Linked DNA regions of Sus scrofa: all the other regions are linked to region 1. The links are chromatin contacts, called in public Hi-C and HiChIP or PLAC-seq maps. All regions are on one chromosome and are shown on one strand. Each heading gives the region's core, a stretch centred on a gene start, on an enhancer-like site or on the middle of the called end of the contact. The rest is flanking DNA. Distances are from core to core; before and after follow the strand shown. Region 1 overlaps DAB2IP (disabled homolog 2-interacting protein). Region 2 overlaps TTLL11 (tubulin polyglutamylase TTLL11). Region 3 overlaps TTLL11 (tubulin polyglutamylase TTLL11).

Region 1 (3,013 bases), core at 315-2,814:
CCCATTCACAGTGCCCCAGGGCTCCTGGATGAGGGCCTAAGGCCCTTATCATCTACCCTCTGGGCTCCAGACCCAGGTGCTTCAGTGGCACTTTTGGAATTGCCAGCTCTTCCTGCCACAGGGCCTTCGCACAGGCTGTTGCCACTGCCTAGAATGGAAGCCCCCTTTGCCCAGTGGGCCCTGTACACCCATTCAGTCTCTCCTCAGTCTTCACCTCAGGGCCCTCCCTGGCACCCTTGGATTGGGCCAGATCTCCCTGTAGAGCTACTGCAGTCGTAGTTATGCAAGGATTTGTTTCATGCCTCCCTCCCCCACAGGAGTGTGGGGGTCCCTGGGGTCCCTGGTGTTAGACACCTAGCAGGTACTCCATAAATACTTCCTGAATGAGTGAACAAATATTTATTATACAAAAAAAAAAAAAAAAAAAAAACAGGAGAAAGGCAGAGAATGTTCTCTGGGAGGATTTTCAGGAATTCCACTTGGGCTCAATCTCGGTGGGCTTACCAGAGGAGGCAGCTTTTGAGGGCATAATGGAAATACTGAAGGTGAGGCAGCGTGTGGGCTTGCGAGATTATCTGGGGCAGGGCAGCCATATACAGGCATTCCAGGCAGAATTACACCTCAAGCAACGGTGTGGAAGTAGGAGAGCAGGAGTGTGGTTGCCTGGGAGGGCCCCGGGGTGCTCACAGGCCCCTCCAATGTCCAAGTTACACACCCGAGTCCAGGCTCATAGCACAGGCCATAAGACCCTCTCCCCAAGGCAGTGGACACCCAGGGCAAGAGGGCCCCTTAGGAACCCTGAGGGTCTAGAGGAGGGAGGAGGGGGCCGCAGTTGGGAAGCAGGTGGGGGTGTGAAGGTGGGAGGGGGAAATCAGGACATCAGAGAGACCCTCCTGATTTCTGCCCATGCCCAGGACTGAGTGGCATCAGTGAACAGAAATCAGACACTCATTCCTAAGGTCTCAAGCAGGGATGTGATAATCCAGGGCAGCCAGGCAGTGACTCACTGCCCCATAAATCCTCTGGCTGGCCAACACTTGCCTGAGCATAATAAGCCCACCCCAGAGGTCTGCATGGCCACACACATTTCATCAGCTCTTTTTTCTTTTTCTTTTCTTTTTTTTTTTTTTTTTTTTTTTGCAGGGGGGGGATTCTTTTTAGGGCAGCATCCAGGGCACATGGAAGTTCCCAGGCTAGGAAGGGATTGAACTGGAGCTGCAGCCGCCAGCCTACATCACAGCCACAGCAACCTGGCATCTGAGCCGTGTCTGTGACCTACACCACAGCTCATGGAAACACCGGATCCTTAACCCACTGAGTGAGGCCAGGAATCAAACCCATATCCTCATGGATACTAGTTGGGTTCGTTACCTCTGAGCCACGATGGGAACTCCTTCATCAGCTCTTTAAGCCCCCGTCAGCCCTGACCTAAGAGCAGGGAGTCCAGCTCCCAGGGCTGCCTGACTGCAAACCGACTTAATAGGGAGCTACGCCCCAGCAGCAGGCTCTCGACTTTCTCCCTCGGCCTCCCTCCAGGCCCTGTCTCTGTGCCAGGCCAGTCTTCCAGGGGTGACTCACTGCTTATTCCCCACCAGATCGTCCCTGTCCTGTGCTCCGTGCACTCTGTGTGAGTAAACGCTCTCAAAAGAAGCTGCCTGGCAGAAGGGCAAGAACACCACGCACAGATTCCAGAAATCTGAGTTCGAGGCCCAGCTCTGTCATTAACAATAATGAGGAGTTCCCATCGTGGCACAGCAGAAATGAACCCAACTAGGAACCATGAGGCTTCAGATTCAATCCCTGCCTCACTCAGTGGGTTAAGGATCCGGTGTTGCCGTGAGCTGTGGTGTAGGTCACAGAAGTGGCTCGGATCCTGCGTTGCTGTGGCTCTGGCATAGGCCAGCAGCTGTTGCTCTGATTTGACCCCTAGCCTGGGAACCTCCATAAGCCGTGGGTGCAGCCCTACAACACAAAAAATTAAAATTAAAATAAAAAAAGAAAACAAAAATGAGAGCTATTCCAATGCATTAAAAAGGGTAAGCCAGATGTATTTGTTAAGCTCTAAGCTTCAGCACTTTAGTAGTGCTTTACATGACTTATCTTGTTTAATTCTTATAATCCGATGTGCAGGTGAGAGATTGGAGGCTCAGAGATGTTAAGCTACTTGCACAAGGCCACACAGCCAGGAAGTGGCAGAGCTAGGGTCAACCCCGGTAGTCTGCACCAGAGCCAAACCCTTCCATGATTCCATCACCGCACTGTGAGACGCCGAGCGAGCACATAGCCTCTCTGGGACTCAGTTTCCCCATCTGCACAATGAGCGGATTGGGCTAGCTGATCTTTAAGCCCCTTTCCAGCTTGGGCATACCATCCTTCTCCTCCCTGGTGACCTGCTTGCAGGTGACAACAAGGAGACCCTCTGGAGACAGCTGGCCTGGAGGAAGGATGCTAATGGGGGGACTTCAGGCCCTGTGCTGGGCTGTAGGGAGCTTCTATTAGGCCAGCTTGGCCCGCCCTCCCAGGGCAGCAAGGCAGGGACGAGAAGCTATAGGGTTTCTCCCTAGACCAAGAGCCACCAGAAAGTACCAGGACCCCAGGGTGCTCCAGCCCCAGAAACCAGTGAACACTAGTGGGAGGGAGAGGCCAGAGGCGGGCAGCAGCCCCTAAATCCACCTGAATGAACAGTGCTTTTAAAAGCCCTTTTCACTACAGGATACAAAACGCACATTTGGGGAGAGGATTTTATAGGCTATTTCTCCTCCAGGGTGATTTACCATTGGCAGGCCAGGCTCTCCTGGGTGTCCTGCCCCTGCAGGATCATGGGAACCCATGGGGTGGAGTCAAGGTCAATTTCAAGGCAAGACTGTGGTGGTCCACGGGCTTGTCCTGACCTCCTTCTAGGCAGGTGGCCACTTGGCCTCAGAGATGCAGTGGGCTCTGTGGAGCCAGGAGGTGGATGCTCGCCCTTCCTCTCCTCTGCCCGCACTCACTCGCTGAAGGCATGCCCTCCCGG
Region 2 (3,013 bases), core at 277-2,776, 340 kb before region 1:
AGACCTTTCTAGCTGTATCTCATCCTCCTGTCCCGTCCCCCTGGATGCGACCTGGCCTGGCCCTCTTGGTCCCATGGATGTGTTACGTTCCCCTTAGACCCTATGACAGCCTTTCAGAAATTTCAAAGTTGTGTCCACATCTCCTGAGCTCTCAGTCTCTGGTGTTGTACTTGGCACTGAGATTATTATGATAAACTTGCTGCTGGACGTAGTTCTTGTCCTTACACAGCTTTTGGTGTGGTCGGAAGGCAAGTACTACGCAAGTATAGACAAACGAGCGGAGGCTCAATAGCCTCCTTTCTGTTTCCAAAGTGGTCTAGAGGGAAAACCTGGGTTCTGGAGCCGGCCACGCTTACACTGAGAGTGTCCTCAGCTATGCGTATGGCCTGGCACTGTTTCTGCACCCTCTGAGCCTTGTTCCCTCCTCTCTAAAATTCAGACACGACTCTGCCCCATAGGGCTGCTGGCTGATGAACACAGAGAGAGGATTAAATAAGAACGCTGTTCTGACTCCTCACTCTCCCGACACTGATGTCAAGAGATGGTCGTTTCTTCCTCTTGTTCTTTTCCTTCCCACTGGGTGACATAGTTGAAGCAACTTGTAGATATTTAGAAAGGGCTTACAGCTCAGAATACAATGATTTATCAAAGTCACTCAGGCTTATCTCTGCTGCTCTTAACCGCTGTTAGATAACCACGGGATGCTTTCCAAAGTATCCCAGCAACACCCTAACAAAGAATCCTGCCTGTTTGGATTAAGTTGAAGGTAGAAAGGAAGTGGTCTCTCCGATGAACTTTTGTGTGCTTAATGTCATCATACATATCGACTCAGGTCACCCTTGACTAATGTCACCACATCACCGTCTCTCTCTCTCTTTTTTTTTTTTTTTTTTTGGCTTTTTAGGACTGCACCTGTGGCATATGTAGGTTCCCAGGCTAGGGGTTGAATTGGAGCTACAACTGCCAGCCTACACCACAGCCATAGCAACACCAGATCTGAGCCACATCTGTGACCACAAGCTCATGGCAATGCCAGATCCTTAACCCACTGAGCAAGGCCAGGGATCGAACCCACCACCTCATGGTTCCTAATTGGATTCGTTTCTCCTGTGCCACGCCAGGAACTCCCATCACCATATCTTATACATTGAAATTTTTAGTTGGTCCACGTTATTATACTTGTGATTTCTGCTGGTGTCTTCCAAGTACATTATAATTTTAAAGCATTCCCTGGCCATGCAAGTGTGGGAAATCCTGGACCCGAGAGGTTTATTCTAATCCTCAGTTGATGGATGACAGCATCGGTGCTGTAGTGTAACACATACCCTACTATTTCTTACACATGTCTCGCTAGGCTGTTTGGTTTATGGGATTGTATCCTGAGATCCTGAAATGCTGTCCTGTGGAGGTTGTAGCATCGCTGTCCTGACATGATGGGTCAGGTGAGGCATCCCCTAGACAGGGTGGTCCTTCTCATGTCAGTGTCAGGCGATCTCTTGGCTGAGCCTCCGAGGAATCTGGCTGTGCTCCCAGGTCATGGGAAAACACTGTCTTCTGCCATCCACAGTCACACTGAAGAGCCCTGTCATGCTGGGATGAGCGTGTCTGTAAACAGAATGATCTTGTCGTTCTTCTCCGTGTTTATTTCCCTTCTGCTCTGAGTCATTAATAAAGTCTTTTAGAGTCTGGTTTCTTCTGGACTCTGGGGAACTGGGGAGAGCTGGAGCCCATGCTTGGTTCAGAGCATTAAAGGGGATCAAACCCCCTTAAAGGGCCTCTGCCGCCCCTCTGTGACTTGTAAGGAGGCAGGGAAGTGTCCTTACAGGAGACCACTGAGGTCAGAAGGGGGCACTGGGCCAATATTGCTGGTGAGCCCATCTGAGAGCTTAGCCAAAGGTCCTGTTGTCCAGTGGCCACCTGCTACCATTGAAAGATAGCTGGGAGGCAAACAGACAGTGTTTATTTAAAGAAAAGTGGCTTACAGAGCGGGCCTTCAGCGGCACAGTGGGAGTTCCTTTGTAAAACTCAGCCCAGCCTGGCTTCCAACCTTCACACTCATTTAGAATGCCCACAGAGCCCCATGGCGATCAAAGGCACGTAGAGGTAATTCCTTGCATGTCAACACCTTCATGCTTCTCCTTGAAATGTAAACCAGCAGTTGAAATCCTGGGGCTTGCAGGAGATCCTGTTGTCACTTCGCTGATGTAAATGACCAGCCCTTCCTGCACAGACACTTGGCTGCCCAGCCAGGTTCTCAGAGGGGATTGGCTTCTTGGCTTGTTGGTTTCCATCCAGATCTCTACTGGAACTCTCACCCAGCAGCAGCAGCAGCACACTGGCCACCTTGAGCCGGGGTACCTGGTGACAGGCCGTACCAGTGGTAGTTAGGGCAGCAAGTGCCCAAGTTCATGGCCTTGATCCCCAAGTCATCTCAGACTTTCCTGCCTCGCTCACTCTTGCTGTTTACTATTTTTGCCTTCCTCATGTTCTGACTCATCACTTCCTAACTGTTTGACTCACAGGTCACCTGACTTCTCTGAACCTCCAATCTTTTGTTTGTAATAGTATTAAAAACAATATCATGCAGGTATGCAAAAGATACTAAGAATAAAACAAAAAAAAATTAGGGCAAGATAAGTGAAGTTGGTCAAAACGTGCAAACTTCCAATTATAAAACAATTAAGTCTTGGGGTTATAATGTACAGCATGGTGATTGTCGTTAGTATTATGGTATTGGATATTTAGAAGCTGCTGAGAGAGCAGGTCTTAAAAAGTTCTCATCTCAAGGGAACAAAAAATCGTAACTATGTAAGGTGGCAGATGTTAGCCAGAGTTATTGTGGTGATCGTTTTGCAATATGTACAAATACCAAATCATTATGTCCTACATCTACAGCTAGTACAAACGTTATATGTGAATTATATCTCAATTTTTAAAAAAGCTTATAAGTAGGGAATTTAAGAAATGATAGCTAATAAACTGAAAATCTGACAGTAGTCCCTACTGCTCAAAA
Region 3 (3,013 bases), core at 265-2,764, 290 kb before region 1:
CAGCCTGAACTTCCATATGCCACACCTGCACACCCCCGCCTCGCCCCTGCCAAAAGGCAATAGTTTGCATCTGTCAACCTCAAACTCCCTGTCCATCCCACTCCCTACCCTCTGGCACACTCAAGTCTGCTCTCCATGTCTGTGATGATTCTGTTTTGTAAGTAGGATCATTTGTGCCATATTTTAGATTCCACATATTAGTGATATCATATGGTTATTTGTCTTTCTCTTTCTGACTTACTGGACTACTTTCTTTAAAGGACTTAGATGTTGACTTTTTAAATACCTTTTCTCTCCAATATTATTCTAAATGGAAACATTAAATTTGGGGTGAGTTTGGGAAAAGTGTAAGTAGTTTGATAGGGATGGAGAGGGTGAGGTGTACAGGAAGCAGAGGGGAAGAAAGAGAATGGTTGACAGTGGTCGGATTATCAAGGGCCTTGAATGCCAAGCCAAGGAGGTTTTGGGTTGCCCTGTGGACACATCAGGGGAGGGGTAGCAGGGGCTGTGATAGAGCCATTTGTGGTTGGTCCACTGAACAGATCAGCTCAAATCACTCATCCTTCTGATCAGTCCCCCTCCCACCCCACCTCCCCACCTAGTATCCCTGCCTTTCCCCCGTTTACATATTTACCTTTAATTATCGCTTTCAGGGAGTTCCCGTGGCTCGCGGAAGTGAATCTGACTGGGAATCATGAGGTTGCAGGGTCAATCCCTGGCCTCGCTCAGTGGGTTAAGGATCCGGCGTTGCCATGAGCTGTGGCGTAGGTTGCAGATGCAGCTCAGATTCTGTGTTGCTGTGGCTCTGGAGTAGACTGAAAGCTACAGCTCCGATTCGACCCCTAGCCTGGGAACCTCCATATGCGCAGGTGCGGCCCTAAAAAGACAAAAGACAAAAAAAATTATTGCTTTCATTATTTTCACAGCCCAAACTGGCAGGAATGGTCTGATGCAGGGTGGAATTAACCGTTGGGACCCTAGAAGACCTCCTTTGTTCCTATTATTAACCCGAGTGTTTTTCAGAGAAGATTTTATTAAGAGAGATCACTGGGGCTTGTTTTCAGCAGCATTTTCCAGAGCGAGCGTGGCCAACGACCGTCCTTGGGCCTGACTCCCCTCTGTGCGTGCACTTGTAAAAGCAGGTGTCCCTCAGCGCTTAGGGAGCAGCGGCTTCTAATTAGTTGCTTGTTAAACCACAGGCCTCCAGATTGGGCTGCTAAAATTACTAGTTTTTCAATAAGAAAACCCTGATGGTAATTCTTTTTTTCACCCGGCACACAAGCATATCTGGCTCTCTGCTGCTGCCGCATCTTTCTGAGATTGTTGTCAGATTGTTGTCGTCGTTACTATTATGTGTTACTATTACTATTTATGGCGCCAGGGGGTAGGGCTGGGTGCTCTGCAAATATTATTGTTTTGTTGAATTCTCACAGGATCTTTGTAGGCACTGTTTTCCCAGAAGAAGATATCTGGTCTCCGGAGAGCTGAGTCACCGGCCAAGGTCACAGGGCCAGAATGGGTCAAGTTCAGCCCTAGGCTGGGCCCTCAGCTATGTTCTTGGCCACAACTTCTTCTCTGTGATGTAAATATCCATCTGCGTTTGTTTCACTGACCATGTTTTATGACATTTGGAATGTGTGGTGTAGTCAAATAGCATCTGGAAAATAATATGAAAATATGAAGTATGAAAATAATATGAAAATAATCTTTACACTTAGCTTAAAAATGCAGTGCAGATGTAGATTAAATACCATTAATAATTCCCCTGGACCATTGTCATTCCATTTGGGTTCACTTAAAGGAACAAATTCAATATTTCCCTACTACAGCAGTGAAGTTCCAAATTCTCAAGCTACCCCAAGGGCAGACGTTTAGTCCTTCAGTGATTACTCACGGCATAACCAGCCTTCCTAGGTAATTTTTTCATCGTTTCTTCCTCCATCCAGGAAGGTGGTAATTGCATACAGTCACTTTAGAGTTGCATTTCTTTTTTTTTTTTTTTTTGTCTTTTTTTTTGTCTTTGTTGTTTTGTTGCTATTTCTTGGCCGCTCCGCGCATATGGAGTTCCAGGCTAGGGTTGAATCGGAGCTGTAGCCCAGCCTACGCCAGGCCACAGCACGTGGGATCCGAGCCGCGTCTGCGACCTACACCACAGCTCACGGCAATGCGGATCGTTAACCACTGAGCAAGGCAGGACGAACCGCAACTCATGGTTCTAGTCGGATTCGTTAACCACTGCGCCACGACGGGAACTCCAGAGTTGGCATTTCTAAACATCACATTGCCTTGGTTTTTTTAACTCTCTCACTGTTAGCTGTTCACATTTTTATAATATGAGGATAGATTGTTAGATTTTTATTTTTTATTGAAGTATAGTTGATTTACAATGTTGCGTTAGTTTCTGTGTACAGCAAAGTGAATCAGTTATACACACATGCATTCTTTTGAATATTGTTTTCCATTATGGCTTATTATAAGTTATTGAATATAGTTCCCTGTGCTTTACAGTAGGACCTTGTGGTTTATTCAATCTATATAAAATAGTTTGCATCTGCTAACCCCAAACTCCCACTCTGGCCCTCCCCCACTCCTCTCCCCTTGGCAGCTGTAGGTCTGTTTTGTAGATAAGTTCGTTTGTGCCATATTTTAGATTCCACATGTAAGTGATAGCATATAGTATTTGTTTTTCTCTGTATGACTTACTTAGTATAATAATCTCAATGTCCATCCATGTAGCTGCAAATGACATTATTTCATTCTTTTCTGGCTGAGTAGTATTCCATTGCGTATGTGTACCACATCTTCTTTATCCACTAATCTATCAATGGATATTTAGGTGTTTCCATGCCTTGGCTATTGTGAATGGTGCTGCTGTGAACGTAAGGGTGCATGTATTTTTTTGAATTGGAGTTTTATCTGGATATATGCCCAGGAATAGGATTGCTGGGTCAGATGGCAACCCTATTTTTAGTTTTTTAAGGAACCTCCATACCATTTTCCACAGTGGCTGCAC

Evidence for each region. Hi-C and Micro-C count contacts between places; a contact is called where the count stands out from the background. HiChIP or PLAC-seq counts read pairs in DNA pulled down with a chosen protein or histone mark.
Region 2: a Hi-C map of skeletal muscle shows a contact between it and region 1, with 5 times the contacts expected there. The contact joins two enhancer-like sites. A contact is called at or near these places in 1 of 5 promoter capture datasets (liver), 16 of 47 Hi-C or Micro-C datasets (alveolar macrophages, brain, embryonic fibroblasts and 8 more) and 1 of 2 datasets of contacts at active chromatin or transcription factors (skeletal muscle).
Region 3: a contact with region 1 is called in an H3K27ac HiChIP or PLAC-seq map of skeletal muscle. The contact joins two enhancer-like sites. A contact is called at or near these places in 2 of 47 Hi-C or Micro-C datasets (embryonic fibroblasts and retroperitoneal adipose tissue) and 1 of 2 datasets of contacts at active chromatin or transcription factors (skeletal muscle).

What each region holds. Positions count from the first base shown.
Region 1 is chr1:261,766,957-261,769,969 of Sscrofa11.1, reverse strand. All of the region lies in intron 2 of DAB2IP (disabled homolog 2-interacting protein), which reads right to left. Among named protein-coding and RNA genes, the nearest start is that of DAB2IP, 36 kb to the right of the region's middle. Within about 2 kb of position 1,564, at least 4 of the 83 cell types and tissues checked have an H3K27ac peak or open chromatin away from gene starts, as enhancers often do. A contact at or near this core is called in skeletal muscle, where this site is marked.
Region 2 is chr1:262,110,169-262,113,181 of Sscrofa11.1, reverse strand. The region is part of intron 4 of TTLL11 (tubulin polyglutamylase TTLL11); the gene reads left to right. Among named protein-coding and RNA genes, the nearest start is that of TTLL11, 93 kb to the left of the region's middle. Within about 2 kb of position 1,526, at least 16 of the 83 cell types and tissues checked have an H3K27ac peak or open chromatin away from gene starts, as enhancers often do. A contact at or near this core is called in skeletal muscle, where this site is marked.
Region 3 is chr1:262,054,697-262,057,709 of Sscrofa11.1, reverse strand. All of the region lies in intron 8 of TTLL11 (tubulin polyglutamylase TTLL11), which reads left to right. Among named protein-coding and RNA genes, the nearest start is that of TTLL11, 150 kb to the left of the region's middle. Within about 2 kb of position 1,514, at least 3 of the 83 cell types and tissues checked have an H3K27ac peak or open chromatin away from gene starts, as enhancers often do. A contact at or near this core is called in skeletal muscle, where this site is marked.